Regions from separate parts of the Sus scrofa genome. Here region 1 is linked to region 2. A link is a contact called in public HiChIP or PLAC-seq data. All regions are on one chromosome and are shown on one strand. Each heading gives the region's core, a stretch centred on a gene start, on an enhancer-like site or on the middle of the called end of the contact. The rest is flanking DNA. Distances are from core to core; before and after follow the strand shown.

Evidence for each region. HiChIP or PLAC-seq counts read pairs in DNA pulled down with a chosen protein or histone mark.
Region 1: an H3K27ac HiChIP or PLAC-seq map of skeletal muscle shows a contact between it and region 2. The contact joins two enhancer-like sites. A contact is called at or near these places in 1 of 47 Hi-C or Micro-C datasets (embryonic fibroblasts) and 2 of 2 datasets of contacts at active chromatin or transcription factors (alveolar macrophages and skeletal muscle).

What each region holds. Positions count from the first base shown.
Region 1 is chr6:84,754,480-84,760,564 of Sscrofa11.1, reverse strand. It overlaps AHDC1 (AT-hook DNA-binding motif-containing protein 1), which reads left to right. Exons shown (of 7, transcript XM_021095642.1): 2 at 2,678-2,855. Among named protein-coding and RNA genes, the nearest start is that of AHDC1, 17 kb to the left of the region's middle. Within about 2 kb of position 4,229, at least 40 of the 83 cell types and tissues checked have an H3K27ac peak or open chromatin away from gene starts, as enhancers often do. A contact at or near this core is called in alveolar macrophages and skeletal muscle, where this site is marked.
Region 2 is chr6:84,525,813-84,532,114 of Sscrofa11.1, reverse strand. WDTC1 (WD and tetratricopeptide repeats 1) reads right to left here. Exons shown (of 15, transcript NM_001135964.1): 11 at 5,719-5,892; 12 at 1,948-2,183; 13 at 329-506. Among named protein-coding and RNA genes, the nearest start is that of TMEM222, 18 kb to the left of the region's middle. Within about 2 kb of position 3,979, at least 16 of the 83 cell types and tissues checked have an H3K27ac peak or open chromatin away from gene starts, as enhancers often do. A contact at or near this core is called in alveolar macrophages and skeletal muscle, where this site is marked.

The DNA of each region.
Region 1 (6,085 bases), core at 2,980-5,479, 230 kb before region 2:
ACCTCTGCCCCTGTGCCCCCCACCCACGGCCCTGCCCTCCGGGCCATACTGCTGCCCACCCTGGCCCTGCATCAGGCTCTCCTCTGTCACCCTGGGGTCCCCACCATCAGTCTTGTGACCCCAGGCCCTCTCCCCCTCAGTCCCCTTCCCTGTCACCACCCTTGTCCTCCACTCTGTTAGCCTCTCCCGTCGCTCTCTCTGTCTCTCTGCTTTTGTTTCAGTGTGTGCCTGTCTCTGTCTCTCTCTGTCTCTGTGTCTCTTTCTCGCTCTCCCTTGGTCTTTTCCTCTCTCTCTGGTGCTCAATCTCTCTCTCTCTCTGTCTTTTCCTCTCTCTCTCTTGTGTGGTCTCGGCTGGTGTCTGCAACCAGAACAAATCTCCCCCAGCCAACACCCCCTGAACAAGGAGGCCAGAGCAGCTAATGGGAAACATGTGATTCTGCCTTGCGCCTGGAGCACCGTGAAGGGAGCCTTAGTCCCAGCTCAGCCCCTGCGCCCCCCTACCCCACCGCATTCCCCCCACCACGCTGTCCCCTGCCTCCCAGCATCTCCCCCAGCCTGTGTGGGCACCGTCGCCAGCTCCCCAGTCATTTACATTTCAGGGGCTGGGGGGAGCTGGCATTTATCAGTTGGGGAGTATCAGGTTGTGGAGGGGCTGGAGCAGTTCTACTCCTTAGGTCGCCCCAGCCCCCAGGGCCAGGCAGACCTCATGCAGCCTCCCCCCAACCACCACCACCATATGTAGGAGAACGGGGCCAAGACGAGCTGAGCCGTGGGGGCCTGGATGGGGAGGGGGGCAGCCAATCCACCCCCACTGGAGGGCTCGGGGGCCACCCAGATTTCCATCTTTTCTGCCCTCCTGGGCCTCTGGGGAGCTGCAGAGGTGGGGGCTCCCCAAGGGCTTGAGAGCTGCCGGGCTGCATTTCTGTGCCCACCCAACCACGGGGAAAGGGGGGACGGATCAGAGGAGGGAGGCTCTGGCAGGTTGGAATTCTCCTTCTCTGCCTGTGGATAAATTGTCCCTAATCCAGGCTTGGGGAGTTGTCTGGCTCCTACAGAGAGAGGGAGAGAGGGAGAGAGAGCAGGAGATAGGGAGGGAGGAGGGAAGCAGGCATACAAACACAGTGACACAGACACACACTGTCTCACAAAGGGTCTCATGCACACACACGTACACACACGCACGAAGTTACATAAAGGTACCACACCAAAAACGAGGCACAGCAGTACTGGCAGGTACACCATGGCACACAGACCCACTCACACATGTTGACACTGCCATAGCTCTCCTGGCACGCTGCAGTGACACGGCACAAAGACCACGGACACACAATGATAAGGACATGTTGCATACACGTGGCGGGTGGCGCACGTGAGCACCTACTGACCCGCAGGGACCCTGACCAGTCAGACCCTCACACCGTGACCCTGAAAACCCAGAGAAAGGCAGAGGTAGGAGGGAGGCAACACTGATTCACAGTGACACCAGTGCCCGCAGTCACAGGCCTCAAGATTGGAAACCTGCAGGGATGGCAGAGGATCCACCAAGCATCTGCTGTCCCCCCCCCCCCCCAGAGTCTGAGATGGGCAGAAGATGGTTCAGCTCCTGACACAGTGAGATGCAGAGAGTCCTGCCAGCGCACACACGCGCACTCATCCCTGCCCACAGCTGGGCACACCTTGTCACACATACGCACACACTCACACTTCTGTGTCCCCAGGCGTGCACAGATAGGCTCAGCTGGACACACACAGAGCTGAACAGACCTGGTTGCACATACCTACACGTGTAACTGAACCCCGGTACATATCAGCTCACGCGTGCGTGCACTCACACACAGTCCCTCACATGTACACTCTGACACAAGTATACTCTCACAGCCGTGCAGAAATACACAGAGAAGCATACAGAAGGCTAAGTAGACCCAGGAAGCCACACTCAGGTGAATTTGCGCAGGCCGCTGAGCGTTCATAGCCGCGCATCTGTGCATCTGTACAGGCGAGCTCTCTCACACACACACGGATTCCCAGGCAACCCAAGCCTCTGAGCCGTCCCTGAAGCCTGGTTCCCAGACCCCCTCTGGGCTCCAGCACAGACCTCGGGGAGGCAGACAGATGGGCCGGAAGCAGGGGGCCGGTGAGGAGGGCCGTGGTCATTAAAGACAACAAGGGACATAGAACCCGTCGCCGCTGGTGGAGACGGGTAAATGCTGGCTGCGGGTGCACCCTTCGTGGAAATCTGCTTTTAGCCTCACTCTGAACAGCAGCACTCACACCTGCATCGTCAACCAGCCCTTAGCACGTGTAGCTTCCCCGGAGCGCTTCTCCCCATCCGTAAGCTCTCCCCATTTTATAGATGAGAAAACTGAGAGCCAGAGAGGTTCCCTGACTTGCCCGAGATCACCCAGTTGATGAGAATTGAGCCAAGGACCATTCTGACTCCCAAGGCCAAATTCTCTCCACCAGAGCGTGGGTGTTCCTGTTCACGTGTACACGTACCTACCCGTGCAAAGTACTGCCTGGGGTCTCAAGAGACAGGCTCGCACTCCCCGGGGAATTGAGGTTGGCACCAATTTCCTCATGTGCAAGAGTAGACCCCATCTAGGATGGCCTCCCAGTCCCTCTGCCTGGCTCATCCGGTACCCAGGCTTATGTCAAGATGCTGTTTTTGCTTCCACAGATGGGAGCTTGCCTGCCTGTCTACCCATCGGCCTGGACCCCAGAGCCCGCCCAGCTGAGTGCTTGCAGAGGGCCCCGGGTTCGGGGCAACTCTCAGGCCACCGAAGAGACCACCCTGGAATCATTGGCGAAGACAGACCTTTCCTGCTGAGCCGGGCTTGTCTACACAGCCTGCTCAGGTAACAGTGTCTAGGGAAGCCGGGTCTGTACCTGGCCCCCCCAGTGGTGGGGGTCAGGGGTACTTCCCTCCCCGTCCCAGCAGGGATTTCCCCCTCCCAGCTTAGGCTAAAAAGAGGTCCTCCAGAATCAAACTATAGTCATCCACCTTACTCCCCATCATCCAGAAAGGTGAGGCCCGCGGATATACAGCAAGTTTCCCAGAGTTCTGCCTCCTAGTACGGCGACTCGTCCCTGCACCTGGAGGGCCTGAAAGAGTTGGGAAGGGAACGGGGTTGTGACAGTGACCAGAACTCAGGGCAGAGGTGGAAACCAGAATGCCTGCTGTGTGAAGCTGAACCCCTCTCAGGGTTCTAGAGTCTGCAGAAGCAGAGAGCTGGGAGGCCAGGGCGAGGTGCTGAGAGGACATGGGTGGCTCGGGTAAGCTAGGCTGCCCTCCTGGGATGAGGTGGGATGGGGGCGGGGGCAGGACCCACCTCCCCACTCTAGGCCCAGATTAGCCCACCCAGGTTCAAGAGCCGCAGAGACCAGGTGGGGCTGCCCTGCCCTGCAGAGGCAACTCCCTGAACTGACACATGAAGCCTCGGGCTCCAGGAAGCTCCCTTAGAGCCAGCCTGCCTGGGGACCCCACCCAACTTCCAAAAGAGCATTCCTGGGGCCTGAGGTCTCGGGGTGGGGCCTCCTGGGATCCTAAGGGTGGGGAGGTTCAGCCAGGGGAGGATGCCAGGTGTACCGACCATAAACGTACAGGGCATCTCATGTGCAAGAACTCCGGCTTCTGTGCAAGCCAGCATGTATAGGACTCTGTCCTTAGGTGTGCTTGCTTCTGTACACAAGAGTTATGTAAGTGGACTGGGCTGGGGGACATTCCGAGACTGTGTGTGCGGTTCATTGGAGTGAGCACGCAGGATTCAGTGTGCCCTGGGCAGGTTATGGGAAGACTGGAGTGTTGTGTATGCTGCACTGGATGGCGTGTGTGTGTGTGTGTGTGTGTGTGTGTGTGTATGTGTGTGTGTGTGTAGGGTGCTGGTGTACACTGGTGAGGTGTGTAGACAAGAATCTGAACACACTGGGGTGTTGTGTGAGTACACGGGAGTGGGGTGGGGTGGGGTGTTTACACAGATATCCTTCCGAGTGTCACTAGGGCAGTGAGTGTTCAGGGTTCCGGCTGCACTCTGGGGGTGGCGTGTGCACGTGGCTCCGTTTGTGCTTTGGAGGTGGGCTGGACAAGCCTTCAGCTGAGCTGGGCTCAGCAGTGCCCAGCCTTGTGGCCAAATTGCTGAAGTCACTTCCTTTCCAGCAGCAACTTTCCAGGAGGAGGAGTTCTTCAGACCTGGGCAGGGAGGGGGGGGGCGGAACAGGGAGCTCTCAGGGGAAAGAGGTGGGCGGTGGTGAGAGGCTGTGGGGAGGGCCTGGTGGGGCTGGAGGAGGGGAGTCCTCCGGGACACAGAAGGAAAGACAAGGACGGGAGTCTGCAAGGGCCAAGGGCAGGAGGGGATGGGGGCGGAGCAGGGCGGGAAGCACAGTCCCTGGGTGACCTCGGAGGGAGGAAGGGAGGGCCTCCCGGCAGGGTGACCCTTGGGTTCAGCCAGAGCTGGCAGTAGTGCCCACACACCTGGCATCCAGGGCAGGGGGCTGGCAGGGGGCGGGTCTAGGGCCGACCTGCTTGCCAGGTGCCCTGCTCTGGGCAGGAAGCGGGTGGGCAAGGGCTGCACAAAGGAGCTCTGTGTGGCTGGGGGTAGGGTGGGGTGGGGTGTGCAGTGCTGTGGGGGGTGGGGTGGGCTGTCCTGATGGCTCCCCGGGGGCGGAGCAGGTCTTGCTCCCCTTGGGGGCATCAGTGGCTATAAGGGGACACCTAGTGGTGAGGGAGAGTAGTGCATTGGATGACCTAGGCGGGAGGGGGTAGATTAGAAGTCAAAAATTAGAACTGGTGGTTGGGACTAGGGCAGTTGGAGGAAGCTTGCAGGGGAGGGGGCGAGTCTCTGGACAGTGAAGGAGAGATTGGTTTAGAGGAGCCTAATAAGCCGAACTTCAGACTCTGGCTCTTCCCTGTTATGGCTGATTTTCTTAAGGGCATTACTTAACCTCTCTGAGCCTTCATTTAAATGCCAGATAAGTGGCAGCTGCCATTATTACTTTCATTGTTGTTATTTTTCTTTATGATTTTGGCCTGGAGTCAAGTTGGAAGATCTTCAGGTACAATTGGGTGGGTGGGAAGGGGCAGAAGAGAAGGAAACTGAGAGGAGTGATGTATCATTCTTGTGGGGGCAGGTCCTGGGAGATAGAGGCCCCCCGAAAGGGAGATGATGGGGGAGGTTTCACAGCAGCCATAATAGCCCCTTCGGTGCAGAGTTTTCCATTTGAGGACATCCCTGGGCCTTCAGTCCTGGCTGGGAGGGAAATGGTGTGTGTGTGGGGGGGGAGTATGCAGGCTGGAGAGAGGGTCATGAGGCCGGAAGTGAGAGCTGGGGCTGGCAGCCTGGCTCCCCTGGGGAGGCTGTGGGTGGGGGAGGGGGAGCTGGCTGGGGAAGGGGTGGGGTGGTCACAGCCGCAGCGGGGAGGGTGGGGCTGGGGACTCAAGGATGTGGGCTGGCCCTTCCCGGCACTGTGCACAGCAGGTTGGGGCCCCCAGCCCCCTCCCAGCCGGCTGGTGTCCCCATAGGCAGGCTCAGGCACACTGACCCAGAAGCAGACAGACGGACAGAAGAACCTTTTTAGCTTGGTTCGAAGACGTAGGATAGAGGGTGCCCTTGGGAGGGGTCCAAGAAAATGGCTGCCTGGGTGTGGTGGGGAGGGGAGCCAGCTGCTTCCCTCAGATGCTAGAGGCTGCAGGAGAGAGAGCAGCAGACAGAGTCAGGAGGCCTGGCAGGACGACATGCCCAAAGGTCTCCACGGGTGGGTGGAACAGAAGCAACCACTGGAGAGGTTTCTGTCTTCTGCCAAGATCACACCCTCGGGCCCCAAGTGGGAGGTCTCCAGAGCGGGGAGGGTTGGTGAGCCCCACCCACTGTAAGGGGCGGGGGATGGTGGCTCCTGGTAGGCATCTCCAAGAGGGCAGCAGGAGCCACAGGTCAACCATAAACTGTTGGAAATTGGACCTGGAGACTCCAGAGTCTGGGCCCCTTCCCTCCTTTGTGACTGTGCTCCCCACAGCCCTTCCTGCAAGAGCCACAGGGAGATTCTTGAAGCAGAGAGAACTTGGCTTAGAAGGGGCCAGGCCACAGGGTACAGG
Region 2 (6,302 bases), core at 2,730-5,229:
AGGGGAAGGCCCCAAGCAACCAGATAAAGACACCAAGCTCTGACACATGGAGACCGGGGTGGGGAGGGGGTTAAGGAGGAGGCCGGGCAGCGTGCTGGGCGCTTTCTGGGTTACCTCGTTAGTCCTCCTTATGGCCCCTGAGGTGGGGAAAGCTGGCATCATTTTATAGATGAAGAAACTGAGGCCCACAGAGGTGAAGCCATTTGCCCAGGGGTACAGAGGTAAAGCTGGGATCTGAGACTCTTTTCTGAAAGCATTATGTCCCCATGTCCCCCCAACCTCCAACTGCCAACTGGGCTGTGCCCTCCTCCTCTTCAGTGCCTCGGACCTGCCAAAGAAATTGGCCTCCTTGATATCCGTGGTGGTGTTGCAGTGGCCACAGTAGCGGAACTGATAGTCGTAGCTTCGCTCCCGCAGCACCATCTCATCCTCTGAGATGGAGTCTTTGCGGCTCGTGCTGCGGAGGCGGACAGGGCCGCCGCCACCACCAGCTCCCTTCTTCTCTTCTGGGGGCAGAGAACAAAGGAAGATAAGAGGCCTGTTCACCTCTCCCCTCCCCACCCTTGACCCTGTGTTCAGTCCAAGTAGTAAGCAGCACAGGGCTACCTGCCTCTACCCCTCCCCAGGAAAACTGTGAGCACTGTGCGGAAGAAGCACTGTGGATCCTGCCCTTGAGGGTGTTCAAGAGGAGACCTCTGATGCCAGGAGGGCTTGGCGCAGGTCCTGAATAATGTCTGGAAGCCCCAAGAATGCACAGGCCCCAGGTCTGTTTCTGTGGAGGTGAGAGGCAGGGAGGAGAGAGTGGAACACTGCCAAGAGAGCTGGAGGGGCTAACTTTTCTAAATAGATCCACCACTCTGAAGGCAGGAAGGTCCAAGCTCTCCTTCTCTAGCACACAAGTTATCATGGATCCCAACGGAGGTACTGACGTGTTAGGGGCCTTGGGTAAATCTTACCACTATTGCCAGTGACTTGTTCCTGCCTGCTTCAGGGGTCTGGCATGTGCTGGCCCCTGTGCCAGGAGGCAGGAACTCTTGACTCCCACAGCTCTACTACATATCAAGCTAACTCTTCCTCTCCAAGCTCAAGATCTCAGCCTGTACGTCTCTTCCTCAAAAACCCCAGACAGCCACCAACCCCCCTCCTGCCCCCCCGCCTCCCCCATCTACATCTTATCAGGTCCCCAGGACATCCTCTGTTTTTCCTTCACTGCTTGGTTCCTTCACTAGGCTATAGACTCATGAGTACAGAAGTTCCATTCGACTTGTTCCCAGATGTGTTCCCAGGACCTAGCACAGTACCTGGCACTATTCAGACAAAGGAATCAATCCGTGGTTAGTGAACTGCAAAGCAGACAGGGAGGATCCATGTCTGCCCCACTGAGCTCCCCTCTCAAGTTTATCACTCTCCAGTGCCAGCCAGGTGAGCTGGGCAGGGCCTTAAACGCTCTCGGTGCAGATAAGGCAGTAGCAGAGTCTGTGCTTTGCTCAAGGTCACAAGGTTACACATGGCAGAGCTGAGACTGGAACTGAGGCTCCACACCTGTGCCTGAGGCAGTTCTACTGCCCTGTGTTGCTGTCTCTTCTGCGCCCCTGTAAACTGGAGCCAGCACACCAGCCAAACCACCCCCCCGCCCCCCCGGCTCCGGCCCAGACCCCAGTGGAGGGGCCAAGGCCCTGTCAGCGAGCAGGAGAGAATGACCTTCGAGGCACACTGGGCTCAGCCGACTCCTATCCTGAGTCCTGGGGGAACTACATCAGGTGCCTTAAATGTGCTACTGCTAATCCTCATTTCAAAGAGACCAAGTGGCTGTCTCGAGGTCACACGGCTTCTCAACCAGTATCTGAGCCCAAGGTGCTCCAACCCAAGAACTATATTCTCTCCAGAATGTCACGCAGCACGTCAAACAGAAAGAGTGACAGCAACCCCTCCTCAGTGCCCACTCACCACCATCATTTTTGGAGAAGAGGGCGGCCGTGATGTCGCGTCCCAGTGCATCACAAGCGCTGCTATGGGCCTGCTCCGGGAACTTCCCTTTGAAATCATCCAGGCACTCCAGGGCCTCAGCCACGTACTTGAGCTCAAAGAGGCATCGGGCCAGGCGGAAGTGTGCCTTCAGGTGGCATGGATTTAGGGAGATGGCCTTCAGGCAGTCCCTCAGGGCATCATAGTGGTCACCATCCCTGGGAAGGCAGGGGAATATGGCTTGGAGGTGGGGTCACATGGCAAGCAGGGAGTTCCCACTCGTTCTCCTTCACTTTCTATGGCCACCCCAGCCCACCTTTGAGAGATCTCAGGGCAAGGGTACTTGGGGGTAAAGAGAATTCGGGCTCAACCCAGGCCTTGCTCACCAGGAGACAGAATATGTTAAAGAGGCAGGGCAGGGAGTTCCTGCTGTGGCTCAGAGGGTTATGGATTTGACTAGTATCCATGAGGATGCAGGTCCGATCCCTGGCCTCGCTCGGTGGGTTAAAGATCTGGTGCTGTTATGAGCTGTGGGGTAGGTCACAGATGTGGCTTGGATCCCTCATTGCTGTGGCTGTGGTGTAGGCTCAGATTTGACCCCTAGCCTGGGAACTTCCAAATACTGCAGGTGCAGCCGAAAAATAAAGGAAAAAAAAAAAAAAAAGAGGCAAGCCAGGAACCTGGAGGTCTTGGCAGGGTAGGAGGTGGGAGGTGGGTGTGTGGCAAAAAGCAGTGTCCGGCTGCCCTCTGCTGGACACAGAGTGCAAGTGCATACCCAGTCATCCCAGGCACCCGCAGCTCTGCAGCAGAAGGCCTGGCATCTTGCCTGCCTCAGGCTCCCCAAGCCCTCCTTCTCTCCTCCACTGTCCACCTCCTCAAATCCCCCCGGCTGGCCTTCAAAGCCATGTCCAAGGCAGGGGGCCCTCAAGGGCAGTTCTGTGGTCTGAGGAAGCCAGAAGTGCTAGGCTGGGGACTCAGGCTCTGACCAGCAGGCAGCAAGCCCTCAGCCAGACCCCCCTCTGTCCTGGCTGACTGATCCACAGCAGCTGTGGCCTCTACCTCCCGGGGCTGGAGGATGGGGCCTGACAGTCTGGCAGAGTCAGTTCTCTGGAAGCTGATGGTGGGGGGTCAGGCAGGGGGTGCAGCACACCAGGAGCGCCACATCATCCACTCTAACTTCTCCAACTCCCAAGGCATGGATATGCGGACGTGGGGATGGTTTTGGGGGTGGGAACTGGGGGAGAGGCCAAAGAAGCTCCTCTTGCTCCTGTCTTGTGGCAGAATATAAGATACTCATTTCCCACGTTTCATCTGGAGAGCCAGGTGGGTCACGGGAGCTACTGCTCCTTTAGGAGCTGTTTTTTTTCCTGCTGGGCTGAGGAGGGCCTAGGACCCAAGTGTGCTAAGCAGCACTCCCCAGAACTAAAGTCCCCTCCCCCAAGGCATGGCTCACAAGCCTCCTGCATGGGGCCGAAGCAGCCCTGACTGATGGGGGAGAGGGCTCCCTGAGCCTCCTCTCCCACAGCACTCAGAGGGAGCATCAGGTCCCTGCAGCAGCCACGCTCAGTCCAGGAACAAGCAGCCCAGTCCAGCTGGGGGCCCGCAGGAGACAGAGTGCTTCGATGGCATGGCCTGCGTCAGAATGAGTGGCTGTGACGAAGGAGCACGCGCTGTTTGGAAACCCAATTACCGCCTGCAAGGTGCCCCTCAGAGCTCCTGGGGAGAGCCAGACCAGAGAGCAGCCAGGAGCCAGAGGGTGACAGCTCCCACTGCATCCAGGAGCAGATGGCAGCCCTGGGGAGACTGGCCTGGGACAGAATGTGACATTCTAGGGGTCACTGGCAGGCATGAGGGGATGGGGAGAGAGCAGGCTGGCCCGAGGGCTCACCCATCCAGACTCACTGCCAGATCAATCTCCCTGAAAAGACAGCCCTCAGCACATCCCTCTCCTGCTCAAAACTCTTCAGTAGCTGCCCATCATCCACTGAATCGAGGCCAAAACGCCACCGCTCTGCATTCCAAGTCCTTCCCAGGCTGGCCCCAGGCTACCTCACAGACTCATCTCCTGCCAGTCCCTTCCAGAACCCTCTGCTCCAGCCAAATGGATTTGTTGTTCTGCAAACAAGCTCTTCAGTCAGTCCCCCACCCCCACGCCTTTGTTCACACCATTTCATCTCCCTGGGAATGTCCTTTCCCCACAGTCCCCTCCTCCTTTCATCTCCTCGTCTAAGCCTGCCCACACTGAAAGCCCATTCAGACACCACATCTTCCTGGTGCTTCCCTGATCCCCAGTTAAAGGGACCTAACTTTGCCTGAAGCCCACAGCACTTCACCTGACCATTCAAAGACTTCCTGCTTCTGCCTCTTGGGTGACGAGCTATGTCCACGTCTTTACCCCCTGTCCAGAGGCCGGGCACTCGGGAGCACAGCAGCTCAGAGTGCCAGAGCTTTGTTTCCCTAGTTCCCATGGCATAGCAGGGATTCAGAGCCCAAGCTGAAGGTACCATGGACTGGGAAACCATTAGTCTCTCTTAGCAAGAATGCAGGAGGGAGACAGCTCTCAGCCCAGAGCCTGGACGAAGTCGACTGCATTCTGCCCACCTGCTGGGACAGAGGAAAACACCCCAGGATGGCCCCCCAACTGTCATCTCCTGGGGCTGGCTGCCATCTGAGCCCTTGGCAAACTCCTGATGCCTGAGCTAAGACCTGTGGGGGTAGCATCTTCTCAAACCCCTATCTACCATCCTGCTGACTTGGGTGGGTTTCTTAAGCTTCCCTCTCTGGCCTGCCTAGCTGCAGCCAGACGATGGCACACCAGCTGGCCTGTCTGTCTGGGCAGAGCCGACGGATGCCAGACGGAGCAGAAATGGCTGTGGGCCCAGCTCTATCCATCTCCCGTCCTGGCCCTGGCTGGGGGATGGGGTCTGCCTGCCTGCTTGCCTGCTGGTGCTACAGGCAGAAGGGCTGGGGGCCCTGTGGGTCTCCAAAGATAAAAGCGTTTCTCAGGCTATGGACCTACTCCTTTACCTCCAGCCACTACAACCCAGCAAGACCCACTGTCAGTTTCAGATGTCTGGGATCTTGTTTGTGCTTGGTCTAAATAAAGGGTCCAAGAGCACAAGAGAGCAAGCCCCAAGGTCAAGGAGCTGCAAAATCATTTCAGACAGATACCAACTGAGTTCACCAAATGCCTCATTTCCATCCAGCAAGATTCTACTGCTCCTTCAAAGTCCACTTCAAGGCCCAGTTCCCCAGGAGGTGGGATTAACCATTTTCCCACTCCCTGCTTCCTCAGTGGCCACAGCACTTTATAACAAAGCACCAAATTGAAGCTACTTGTGAACATGCACCACTTAAGTGTGAGCTTTCTTTCTTTTTTTCCTTTTCTTTGGTCTTTTCTAGGGCTGCACCCACGGCATATGCAGGTTCCCAGGCTAGGGGTGCAATTAGAGCTATAGCCACTGCCTACACCATACCTCACAGCAACGCCAGATCCTCAACCCACTGAGTGAGGCCAGAGATGAAACCCGCAACCTCATGGTTCCTAGTCAGATTCATTAACCACTAAGCCACAACAGGAACTCCATGTGAGCTTTCTTGATGCTTAAGACTTCTTGACTAATGTGTCAGGTGCCTTCCCACCACCAACCTGGAGGTGGGGAGGAGACACCTGGGCCTAAGAAGCCCTAAGAGGCAGCAGGATGTCACTGCTGCCTTCCCTGGATGCACCTTGGCTCCACTAGGCCCACTCACCACTTGCGCTTCATGTAGGCTGCAGCTCGGTTCCCGTAGAGCATGGCATTGTGAGGGGCCCTCTGCACGGCCTTGCTGTAAAGCTGAATGGCCTGGGTCCACTGCTGGCAGGCAAAGGCCTCATTGGCTTGCTGTTTCACACGCTCCAGGTATGGGGGCAGCTCTACCTGGGGGCTGTGGAGGAAGCAGAGCCAAGTTAGACCAACCACGAAAGGTCAGAGCCGTCCCTCGGGAAGTCTGCAGCCCTGCCTGAAGGCCTCTCGGTTGTCTTGGTCCCTGGGATCTGCACTGTCCTCTAGAAGAAGGCACCACTCCCAACTTTGGCCTGAGTTATTGTGATAGGTAATGGTCACAGTTCCAGATGCTCTGAGACAAAGGGGGGGGGGGAGCAAAACAAAACAGAGGGGGAGAAATGAAGCTGTCCTGAACAGGTTTAAGGAATTCTTTTTTTTTTTTTTTTGTCTTTTTTTTTTTGTTGTTGTTGTTGCTATTTCTTGGGCTGCTCCCACGGCATATGGAGGTTCCCAGGCTAGGGGTTGAGTTGGAGCTGTAGCCACCGGCCTACGCCAGAGCCACAGCAACGC